Regions from separate parts of the Pan troglodytes genome. Here region 1 is linked to region 2. The links are chromatin contacts, called in public Hi-C maps. All regions are on one chromosome and are shown on one strand. Each heading gives the region's core, a stretch centred on a gene start, on an enhancer-like site or on the middle of the called end of the contact. The rest is flanking DNA. Distances are from core to core; before and after follow the strand shown.

Region 1 (5,329 bases), core at 2,534-5,033, 84 kb before region 2:
GTTCTCAAGGTTCAGATGGTATCTGGCACATGGTGGGCAGCCAATGGAGTGTGGAAACACATATTCAGTCATACATGTTTGATGGGCTGGGAATCCCCAGAGGAGGTCAAATTGGAGAGAGAAAGAGAGAAAACTGGACTCTAGGGGAAAATCCCAAGGGGACAAGGGCTCTGATGGAGAGGGCAGGACCAGGCAGCCAGGCTCGAGTCTCCGACGTACGTGGCTGTGTTACGTCATTCCCTCCCCACCCAGGAAAAAAGAACACTGATGTGTAAAATAACTAGGGCCCTTCAAGCCTGTGATAGAAACTCCTTGAAGAAATCTTATTTTCAGAGAGCCTCCATGAAAACCTCTGGGAACCAAGACACTGGGTGCCGGCCCCAAGAGTAACTATTAGGGAGTCCAGGACAAGAGGCCCACAAAAGCTGCCTGGTTTTCCTCCCATTGCTGGATAGTGAGATATAAAGCCAGCTGGAGAGGAAGGGGATCAAACTTTATTATATATTTACTTACTTATTTGGACATGTCAGTGTTTGTTTGTTTATTGTATATATTTAATAATGCACAACGTGATGTTTTGATATACATAGTGAAATAATTACTAGAGTCAAGCCAATTAACATATCATCATCTCACAGAGTTACCTTTTTTAGGGTGTGTGGTAAGAACACCTAAAATCTGCTCTCTAAGCGAATTTCCTGTACAGATGGTCCTTGACTTAATGATGGTTTGACTTAAGACGTTTCAGCATTATGACAATGTGGAAGAGATACACATTCAGCATGCTTCTTGACTTACAATAAGGTTATGTTAGAGAAGCATCTGTATATAATATAATATTATATCGTCCTTGTGCTGTGCATTAGATTTCAAGACTTATTCATCCTATGTAACTGCAGTTTTGTACCCTTTGACCTACATCTGCCCCTGGTCCCTTTGGTAACTGCCAGTCTACTCTCTGTTTTGATTATTTTTAGATTCCTCATATAAAAGAGATCATATGATATTTGTTGTTCTGTGTCTGGTACATTTCACTTAACGTAATGTCCTCCAGGTTAATCCATGTTGTCACAACTGGCAGGATTTCTTCCTTTTTAAGGCTAAATAATATTCCATTGTGTGTGTCACACACACACACACACACACACACACGCATGCCACATTTTCTTTATCCAGTCATCTGTCAATGGACACATTGTTTTCATATCTCAACTACTGTGAATAATGCTGCTTTAGAAGCACAGTAAGAAGTCACCTGGAACCTTCTCCCTGCCACCACCCAACCCCAAGGCCTTGTCCTGAGTCAGGAAGAGGGAAGCCTGAGAAGAGAAAAAAAAAAAAGGGAAAGACAAAATGGTATCTCTGTGAGCTTTGGCGATTGAGAAACAGCTAAGATTGGAATTCTCCCTGACCCATTCCAGAGTTTTCTGAGCTGCAACCCCTGCAGGCATGCCTTGCAAGTCACATATTATAATTCCTATTTTCCAGGCAAAAGATTAAAGACTCAAAGTACAGTTGACTGGTTATAGAAATGTGCTTGTCTGACTGCCGGATTACCATCCCTCTGGACCTCCTGCCAGTATTAGAACCCTAATTTTTAAAGGCACCAGGTGGGCCATGCTCAGGGGAGGCTGAGCTGCTCGCTGCCAATGTAAGGGAATCATGACTAAACTACGCCAGTGGTCTGAGCACTGGCTGCCCATTAGAACCATCCCAGTCTAGTTAAACCAGCTTATCTGGAGTGAGTCTAGGCCTCAGTCGTTTTATAAAGCTCCCCAGTGATTCAAAAGTGCAGCCAGGACTGGGATGGGCCAACCTAAACTACTCATGATAATTTCCATTCTCATTAGCATGGAGGAAGAGTGTTCTGCTGGGTTCTGGGAAAGCAAAATTCCTTTCTTTGAAACACAAACATATTGTGTTGATGAAACAGACTGTGCTGCACCCCGAGGTGATGCCTAGAACTGTGGACACCATCTGGAGAACAAAAGCCAGCACACTAAATTCGGCAGGGGAAAAAGAAGGGGAAAGCCCGGCTACTTAAGATATTATTGGACCGAGCTCACGCCTGTAATCCCAGCACTTTTGGAGGCTGAGGCAGGCAGATCACCTGAGGTCAGGAACTCAAGATCAGACTAGCCAACATGGTGAAACCCCATCTCTACTAAAAAAAAAATACAAAAATTAGCCATGCATGGTAGCAGGCACCTGTAATCCCAGCTAGCCAGGAGGCTGAGGCAGGAGAATCGCTTGAACCTGGGAGGCAGAGGTTGCAGTGAGCTGAGCTGAGATCACGCCACTGCACTCCAGCCTGGGCAACAGAGCAAGACTCCATCTCAAAAAAAAAAAGAGATATTATTGAACAGATGAATTACCCAACCCTGAAACTGCTCTCGCCCGGACTTTCTGTGTTAAGTGAGTTAATAGTTTGATGTGGCCAGTTTTTGTTGGATTTTTTATTACTTGAAGCTGAGAACATTCTATGTGATATAATCATACAGAAAGCAGGAGAGCTGAAAGTCAAGCCAAGTTCAACTCTGAGGCAGCCAATAGAAGCTAAGAGTGAGTAGAGACCAACAGATAAGTGGAGTTATTTGAATCAGATCAGCGGGTTTCTAGATGGTTTTTAACTAGTAAACGTAGTTTGTTAAGGTTATGAAACTTTTTCTCTTCTTTTTTTCCTATTCATCAGAATCCCTACATGAAAATGAAGAACATCATCTAGTAATTAATTGCCAGGTTTAAAAATATAAAATTGGAGAAGAAGGCCAGGTTTGAAATTTGGAAGGTGGTTGAAATTAACAGCTAAATTTAAGAATCAGGATCATCTTGGGTTTCAGTAAAACATCTAGTAAATTTATTCATTTAGTCAATAACCTCAGTGACTAATGAGTCAAACCAGTTTTTCAGTCCAGTAATTTTTCATTTAGGGCCCCCAAATTAAATGTTAGAAAGGCCTCTTTCTAACATTTAGTCATTATAAAATAATCAAATCAGTGAAAAATCAGCCACCAGAAATAAAACTGCCTTTTGGAAGGTTCTTATACTTATCTGTATCACCATATTCCAACAGGCAGCTTAAGGAAAGGGGTCTGTCTGTGCCTTTCAGTTCACAAGCAACCTTGAGAAGGCTAGAAATTTCCACAACAGTACCAAAGAACTGCCTGAAGGTGGCGCTCAAGGGCGATAGTAACAGAGTGTGTGATCTGGCAATTTCAGCATTTGCAAGAAGTCAAGCCAGTTTTTCTTTTCTTCCTGATAAAGCTAATTGCCTTGCATTAACGCACAGCATAAGACTTCGCAGCACAAAAAGAATAACGGAATTATAAAAGGTATAATTTAGAGGCTTTGTCAAGAGCTGTGATGAGCATATCCTAATAGGTATAAATGTTCTGAAGTACTAATGCTCTATTAAGAGGGGTTTCTGAAGGAGGAACAATGCCTGCATTAGTGTTCGGGCTCTGGAGAGGAAAAAGCTTTTTGGTCTGCAATTACTGGTCTCCTATTCTTTACTTTAGAACACATCTACTTGATGCTTGCTATTTTTTTCAGGCACACTTCCCCCCTCTTGTTTCACGTGTACATTCACATGAGTAAAATATTGCTTTTTACGCTTTGCTGGGTATTGAAGTTGCTGTCTGATGGAGAGGCTTAGATCCTCACCTTGAAGCGGCTTCCCCTAACACTGGGTCTGTGAAGCTTCAAAGTGCAAAACATGCTCATCCAGACAATACCATAAGGCCACCGACTTTGGATTTTCTGCCCTACTTCCTGAGCCTGCATCTCCGACTATTCTTTCCTTTGAAGCTCTATAAAAGTATGCACTCTTGCCTCCCTGTAGAGTAAGCTGCTCCTAGAATAGGAACTGCTAACACTTTCTCTTTTATTGCCTTGGCAGTACCTCCTACCTCCCAATTCCATATCGCCACCGCCCCCCGAGCTCCAGTACTTTCCCACCTTGGGCTAGGACCAGCATGAACACATCTCCCAGGCACATCCCCTTGCATTTAGAAGGCCCCAGCCCCTGACCTAAGGTTGCCCTGGCTCTTGGCTTTCTCCCTTGAAGATCAGGTTAATCCTACTGAGAAGAGAGAAAGAAATTAAAGTTTATCTTACCTAAGGAGGAAATTCTTTCTGATCCCTATACCTTCAAAGACCCTCCTCTGCACTGGACTGTGAATGCTGAAAGGCAGCCAGGATTGGAGCTGATAGAAATGGATTGCCAGGTAGCATTGGTTAGTCTTATGTCTTTCGTGGCTTCTAAAGCCTCATCTCCTATTAGCAGGAAGACTTGGCCTCCATATTCTCTCCCTTCCCCAGTCTAATAGCCTGGCCTGACTTCCTACCACCTGCCCCTTGAGGTTTCTTTCACCCAGAGTTGCCTCCAGAAGGAAGTAGGCCAAAAAGGGGAAAATCCAAAGTCAGACTTGTGGGGAGGGTGTGAGCCACCAATGGGGACTGAGAATACAAAATTACTTTGGTAGAGGAGTACATTGTCCCTCCCCAGGACAGAGCTTGTCCCCTTCATCCACATGCATGTTTTGAATTAGACAGATGAAAACACAAATCTCCAATATCTCTTTCTTTCTGAGCAGTACATGTTACCCAGACTAATCACAGGTCATCGAAGGGGTTCAGTTGAATGCAATGATCACATCTTTATTCTTCTTTGGAATAGCTCACAGTGTCCCATCCACAGGCAAGAGGGAGGGCTGGCACAGCCTCATACCTGCTGCCAGAACACAGGGACATGTAATAGTTTTCCTTACCTTTACATTTGAAATCCTCCTGTTGGGGGTTCATTTTGCCCACTGCCCAGACAGGCTGATTTATCAAGACAGAGGAACTGCAAGAGAGAAACAGTTTAATTCATGCAGAGCTGGCTCAATGGGATACCAGAGTTTTATTATTACTCAAAACAGTCACCCCCAAAATTTAGAGGCTGGGGTTTTTTAAGGATAATTTGGTGGGTAGGGGGCCAAGTAGTAGGGAGAGCTGACTGGTTGGGTCTGAGATGAAATCACAGGGAGTCAAAGCTGTCCTCTTGTGCTGAGTCATTTCCTGGGTGGGGGCCACAAGACCAGATGAGCCAGTGTGTTGATCTGAGTAGTGCCAGCTGATCCATCCAGTGCAGGGTCTGAAAACTATCTTGAGCACCAATCTGAGGTTTTACAATAGTGATGTTATCCGTAGGAGCAATTGAGAAGGTTTAGAATCTTGTGGCCTCTAGCTAGCTGCATGACTCCTACACCATAATTTCTAATCTTGTGGCTAATTTGTTAGGCCTACAAAGACATTCTGGTCCCCCCGGCAAGAAGAGGGTTCATTT
Region 2 (5,113 bases), core at 1,460-3,959:
ATGCTTTATTACAAAATAGGCATTCAAACTTTTGTTGATTTGATAGAGTCAATAAAGTACAAAGAGAGACATCTCTGCCATGAAGCATTATCCAAACAAGAAAGGTAAGGAATTTCTCACCCTCAGTTATGCTGTATGTTATCATAACAACCACTAACTTACATCTGTGTTATTTCACATTTCTCATTTGATATTCCCAACTATTCCCCTGCAAGCAAAGTAAGACCATGATTATCCAATTTTACAGATGATAAACTTGAGGCTCAGCACCTTCTACTACTTGTCACTGCTAGTAAAAAGAAAGTACAACTAGAACCCAGGTCTTCTGACCCGTGTGTCCTTCCCCTGCCCCATGATGCCTCTGTGTGAGGTGTTTCTGGTATAAACTGTGGGAAGAAGCTTCCAAATAGCAAGATCAACTGGTTGAGAAATCATCCGTGTTTTTTAAAGTGTGTCCCTTAAATCACTATTGTGTCATGATAATCCAAGAAAAAGCTTGGGACCCACTGCTCACCATGCAGCCCATCTTGATTTACAATGCACATTAGTTTATTAAAGGCTCTGAGTAATCGTATCATAAAGAAACCCAAATAACTTATATTAGCTCTGTATTCCTCAAACTTATATGAGCATAAAACTCTGTATGCATTATTTATTAATATTACACAGAGGCATATTCTTTGGAAAACATTTGAGACTGTGTTAAAAAGAATTATTCGGTGACATGAGTAAATTAGCTAAAGAATTATGCCTCACTCTACCTTGCCTAATTCCCAGTTTCTTAAACCCAAACTAATTTCTAAAAGCAATACTAATTCTAAGTATAATTTCTGGACATCCAGTTAGCTATTAGAAAGCATATAAGGAGAGATGAAACTTTAAAGAACTGAAGCAGGTTTTAGAAGAGCAGATTAATATAGAAATAGAGTTTCTACCTCTACCCTCCCCATGGCCTACAGAAACTCCAGGTGGCCTTCATACTTCATTCTTTCTCTCCACCTACATAGCTTTTCGTTTATCTAGGGTTATGTCAGTGGCATGAGGAGTAAGATATTTTTTTTTTCTGTTCCTCATCTGTAGCTTTCCCCACTAAGAGAACTTTCTCTAATCTTCAGGGATAAATCTTTGGCTTTCTGGAGATCAACATCTGATATAGAAAGTGGAGGCTGGGCGCGGTGGCTCATGCCTGTAATCCCAGAACTTTGGGAGGTGGAGGCGGGTGGGTCACGAGGTCAGGAGTTCAAGACCAGCCTGGCCAATACGGTGAAACCCCGTCTCTACTAAAAATACAAAAATTATCTGGGCGTGGTGGCACGGCGTGGCGCACCTGTAGTCCCAGCTGCTCCAGAGGCTGAGGCAGGAGAATCACTTGAACCCGGGAGGTGGAGGTGGCAGTGAACCAAGATCATGCCACTGCACTCCAGCCTGGGTGACAGAGCAAGACTCCATCTCAAAAAAAAAAAAAAAAAAAGTGGAAAATTGGTCACCCTGTGGTTGCCAGGAACAATGACTGGCAGCATTAAAAGAGAAGGGAAAGGAACGCATGTGCCTTAGAAAAACCTTTATCAAGGATTAATTAACCAACCAAATGAAATCCACAGCACAAACAGAGTGAGTGAGCCCTTTCTTCATCAAACTACTTTTTTACACCTTCTTATCAGTGGCTGTGGCTCCACAGCTAACTACCTCCCCAGTTTATGTTCCTTTCCCTGAAAGAATTTGACTTTTGACTCTCTTTGACTGCACACGTTTACATCCATATTAAATTCATCGGACCAAACTGCCAATTTATTGCACATGTATCCGATCATGCAGTTCAGGACACGCTATCCCAAAATATGGCACCTTGGCAATCAAGGAAGCCGCAGAAGCAGGAAGGCCACTCTCACTTTCTGCCTCCCTTCTCCCCTGAAGCCGGCCATAAAATCTAGCTGATGCTCCCTGAAGTAGGTCATAAGATTCTCATTCCAGAGGGGTCCTCCCTATACCTGGGGAAAAGGAGTGGAAGACACAGAGACTCCAAGAAGTATCAGAACAAACAGGCCTGCTGAGTTTCCCCCAGTTCGTTACCATTAGGTCACATCCCCTCTGTCTGATCACACCTCTACATGACTGTCTACTCTTCGTCAAAACTAAGCATAAAAATACGCAGCTCTCCCTGTTTCTTTGAGTCTTTATTTCTGAAGATTCCTGTGTCACATATTAAATAAATGTGCATGCTCTTCTATCATTAATCTGTCTTTTGTTACAGGAGTCTCAACCATGAATCTTGTGATGGGTGAAGAAAATATATTACTTTTTCTCCCCGACACTCACTTGGGGAAACACACGTGCTTCCTTGCTACACGTGATTCCAAAGGGCTTAGGCTTCCCAGAGACTTTTCTTCTCCTCAGGTTCTCCTCTCTCAGGTTTCTTCTTTACCATCAGAGAATTTTTCCAGGAAACAATCCTGAAGGTTAAGACAATGTGACCTAGAGGGCATAGGTGAGCCTTTCCTCTGGCCCCAAGGCTGCAGATAGCTGCTTCCTTAGTGGCCCAGCCTTCTCTCAAGAACAGGGAACACATTTATTCCAGGAGGGTTTCTCCAGAGCAGAGGTGAGTTAACGCCTTCCAGAGGGTCAGCTGGGCCATTCCACTGTTCCCACCTTCCCTGCCCTCATTGTCTCCATCAGTTATTTTCCTGGGAGACAGTGCACTCTGCAGTTCCTCCCAGGGAAAACAGCAGTCTGAGGACTGGGGTCCCGGAGCACAGACCACCTGCTCCATTGTTTTAGTCAGGACAATACGGCTAACGCTGAGCACTGTTGAGTCACCTCTTGGGAATTCAGCATTCAGTCATCTCTTTTCTCTCTTGCTCTGAGAAAGAGCAAAATTAACTTTCTAGATGTTACCAAGTAAAGGATTCTTCCTTGAGGTTTTTAACAACCCAAGGCAGAAAAAAGCACCCTACTCAGATGATTCCCCCCTTAGCTGCTTGTAATGTTCTTTGTACCATTTTTTTTATCACTCTACTTAGGTTAAAGATGGTACTTTTCGCAAAGGTTAATAATAAAACTTCTGAATAATAAATATTGCAATTTAACAAACAAAAACAAACATGTAAAACGTACAGAAGTTTTAAAATGTTTTAGTGTATATATAATATAAATATAATTAATGTTAATAGACATTAGTAAGTTCACATAACAATGCTATGCAATAGGTATGATTATCTCCATTTTACAGATTAGAAAACAGAGGAGGAGAAAGGTAAATTCCCTATATAGCTAATATAGTGAATAGGAGAACTGGCGCTTCTTTACTTTTTCCTGCCAGACTCTTTGTCCTTGTGTCCCCGTCACTGAGAGGTATTACCCCTCTGAAAAAGGTCCTCCCTCTTGCACGCACACAAGCACACACAACCACACAGTTAAAAAGAATTATTTGGACATTTGTTAAAATGGTAAGGAAGACTTCATTCAAGGCCATTGAATTGAGAGATATTACAATAGAGGAAACAGATCAGGCTCAACTCCAAATAAATGGACAAGTAGAGATTTATAGCCAAGGAGCAGGGGGAGGATATCAGTGGATGGAAAATTACTAAGAGGAGACAGCAAGAGCAGAGAGATTCTTGCTAACCCAACTTCACAGGATTCTTGCTGAGGGCAGGCCGAGGACTTACGCATCAAAGGCTGGGGATGAGGAATTTGATCAGCAGTCAGAGGTGATCAGATATCAAGGGTGAAGGGATTCTGGCTAAACTGACTAAGCTGTATTCTTACTAAAACTGGGTGTGGTATCAAGACAAGGCTAAAGTGTAATCCAGAAGAGGGCTGAGGATCATGAGTAAAGTTTGGCCCAGGAGGGAATCTTTGTCAACACTCACACCCACGCCCACACCCATATGCCCCCCCGACACACACACACACACACACACACGCACAAACCAGGTTGCCCTCTGGCATTCCCCATAGTGTTTTTCATTTTCTAAGAAAATGAGGACTGGGTAGAGTGGCTCAGTCCTGTAATCCCAGCACATTGGAAGGCTGAGACAGGAGAATCACTGCTTGCACCCAGAAATTCGAGACCAGCCTTTGCAATACAGCAAAAGACTCCATCTCTATCAAAAACAAACCAACAAAAATTAACTGAATGTGGTGGCATGCACCTGTAATCCCAGCTACTAAGGAGGCTGAGCTGGGAGGAATGCTTGAGCCTGGGAGTTCGAGGCTGCGGTGAGCTGTTATCAAGCCACTGTACTCCAGCCCGGGTAAGAAAGAGAGACAGAAAAGAAAGAAAAGATTGGGGCAAGTTAATAATTGGAGAGCTGGAGTTCTAAACACTGCCTCCCTTTTTATTTTTGATCTCTGGGACAAGTGAGGATAAGCGGAGGACCATTCTTTTTTTTTTTTTCTTTTTTTTTCTGGGAACTCCCTGAGAAAGTCTTGGGTGCTGGGTATAGAGAAAGAATAATTTTTTTCTTCAACTCCCATAGGTTATTAGTTGAAATGGACCCCTATAACAAGAAAAAAACAAACAGAAGTCTATTAACATATACATTTCCTATGTACATGGGAGATACCAAGGGGATGAGTAGCTCTCAAAGAGGTGGCTTTGAATTCCGGCTTATAGAGCATCTTCAACAAGGAATAGTAAATTTTTAGAGAAGTGACAAGACAGAGTAAAAGGACTTCAACTCTCTAGGGGCAGCAACTTGGGGGCAGGCAAATCAAAGGCAGTAAAGGCTAGTTAGCAAAGCACAGTCATGTAGATTCGTGGGGTACCATCTCAGAACGGTTTGTAAATCGGGCAGCCCTCAGAACCAGAAGACATTCAGAAAGTTCCACTTCACAAAGTGGGCAGGCAGCATTTACAGACAGAAGACCCAAGTAAGGTACAGAAACAGCTTGATTGGTTACATCTGCAATTGACTGACGCTCTGCTACAGTGATTGGCTGAGACTGCTTTATGTTACCGAAGTGTAAACCTAAATTAGACTTTCAGGTAGTTCCTGTACTAAATTAGGTTGCGGTTCTTTACATAGGGACTCAAAGTCCAGAGCCATCCTCAGGCCAGATTTAATTTAATTTAACAGTGGTTAACCTTTGTTCTCCCTGGTAGAGAGGGTAG

The links. A called contact is a pair of places that touch in the nucleus more often than the background predicts.
Region 1: a Hi-C map of induced pluripotent stem cells shows a contact between it and region 2, with 2.2 times the contacts expected there. The contact joins the promoter of LINC02694 here to the enhancer-like site in region 2. A contact is called at or near these places in 2 of 7 Hi-C or Micro-C datasets (both in induced pluripotent stem cells).

The regions. Positions count from the first base shown.
Region 1 is chr16:30,638,711-30,644,039 of NHGRI_mPanTro3-v2.0_pri, reverse strand. It overlaps LINC02694 (long intergenic non-protein coding RNA 2694), which reads right to left and starts at 3,783. Exons shown (of 5, transcript XM_003314602.4): 1 at 3,664-3,783. The coding sequence starts at 3,783.
Region 2 is chr16:30,554,022-30,559,134 of NHGRI_mPanTro3-v2.0_pri, reverse strand. No RefSeq gene overlaps it. Among named protein-coding and RNA genes, the nearest start is that of RASGRP1, 41 kb to the right of the region's middle. Within about 2 kb of position 2,709, at least 5 of the 24 cell types and tissues checked have an H3K27ac peak or open chromatin away from gene starts, as enhancers often do. A contact at or near this core is called in induced pluripotent stem cells, where this site is marked.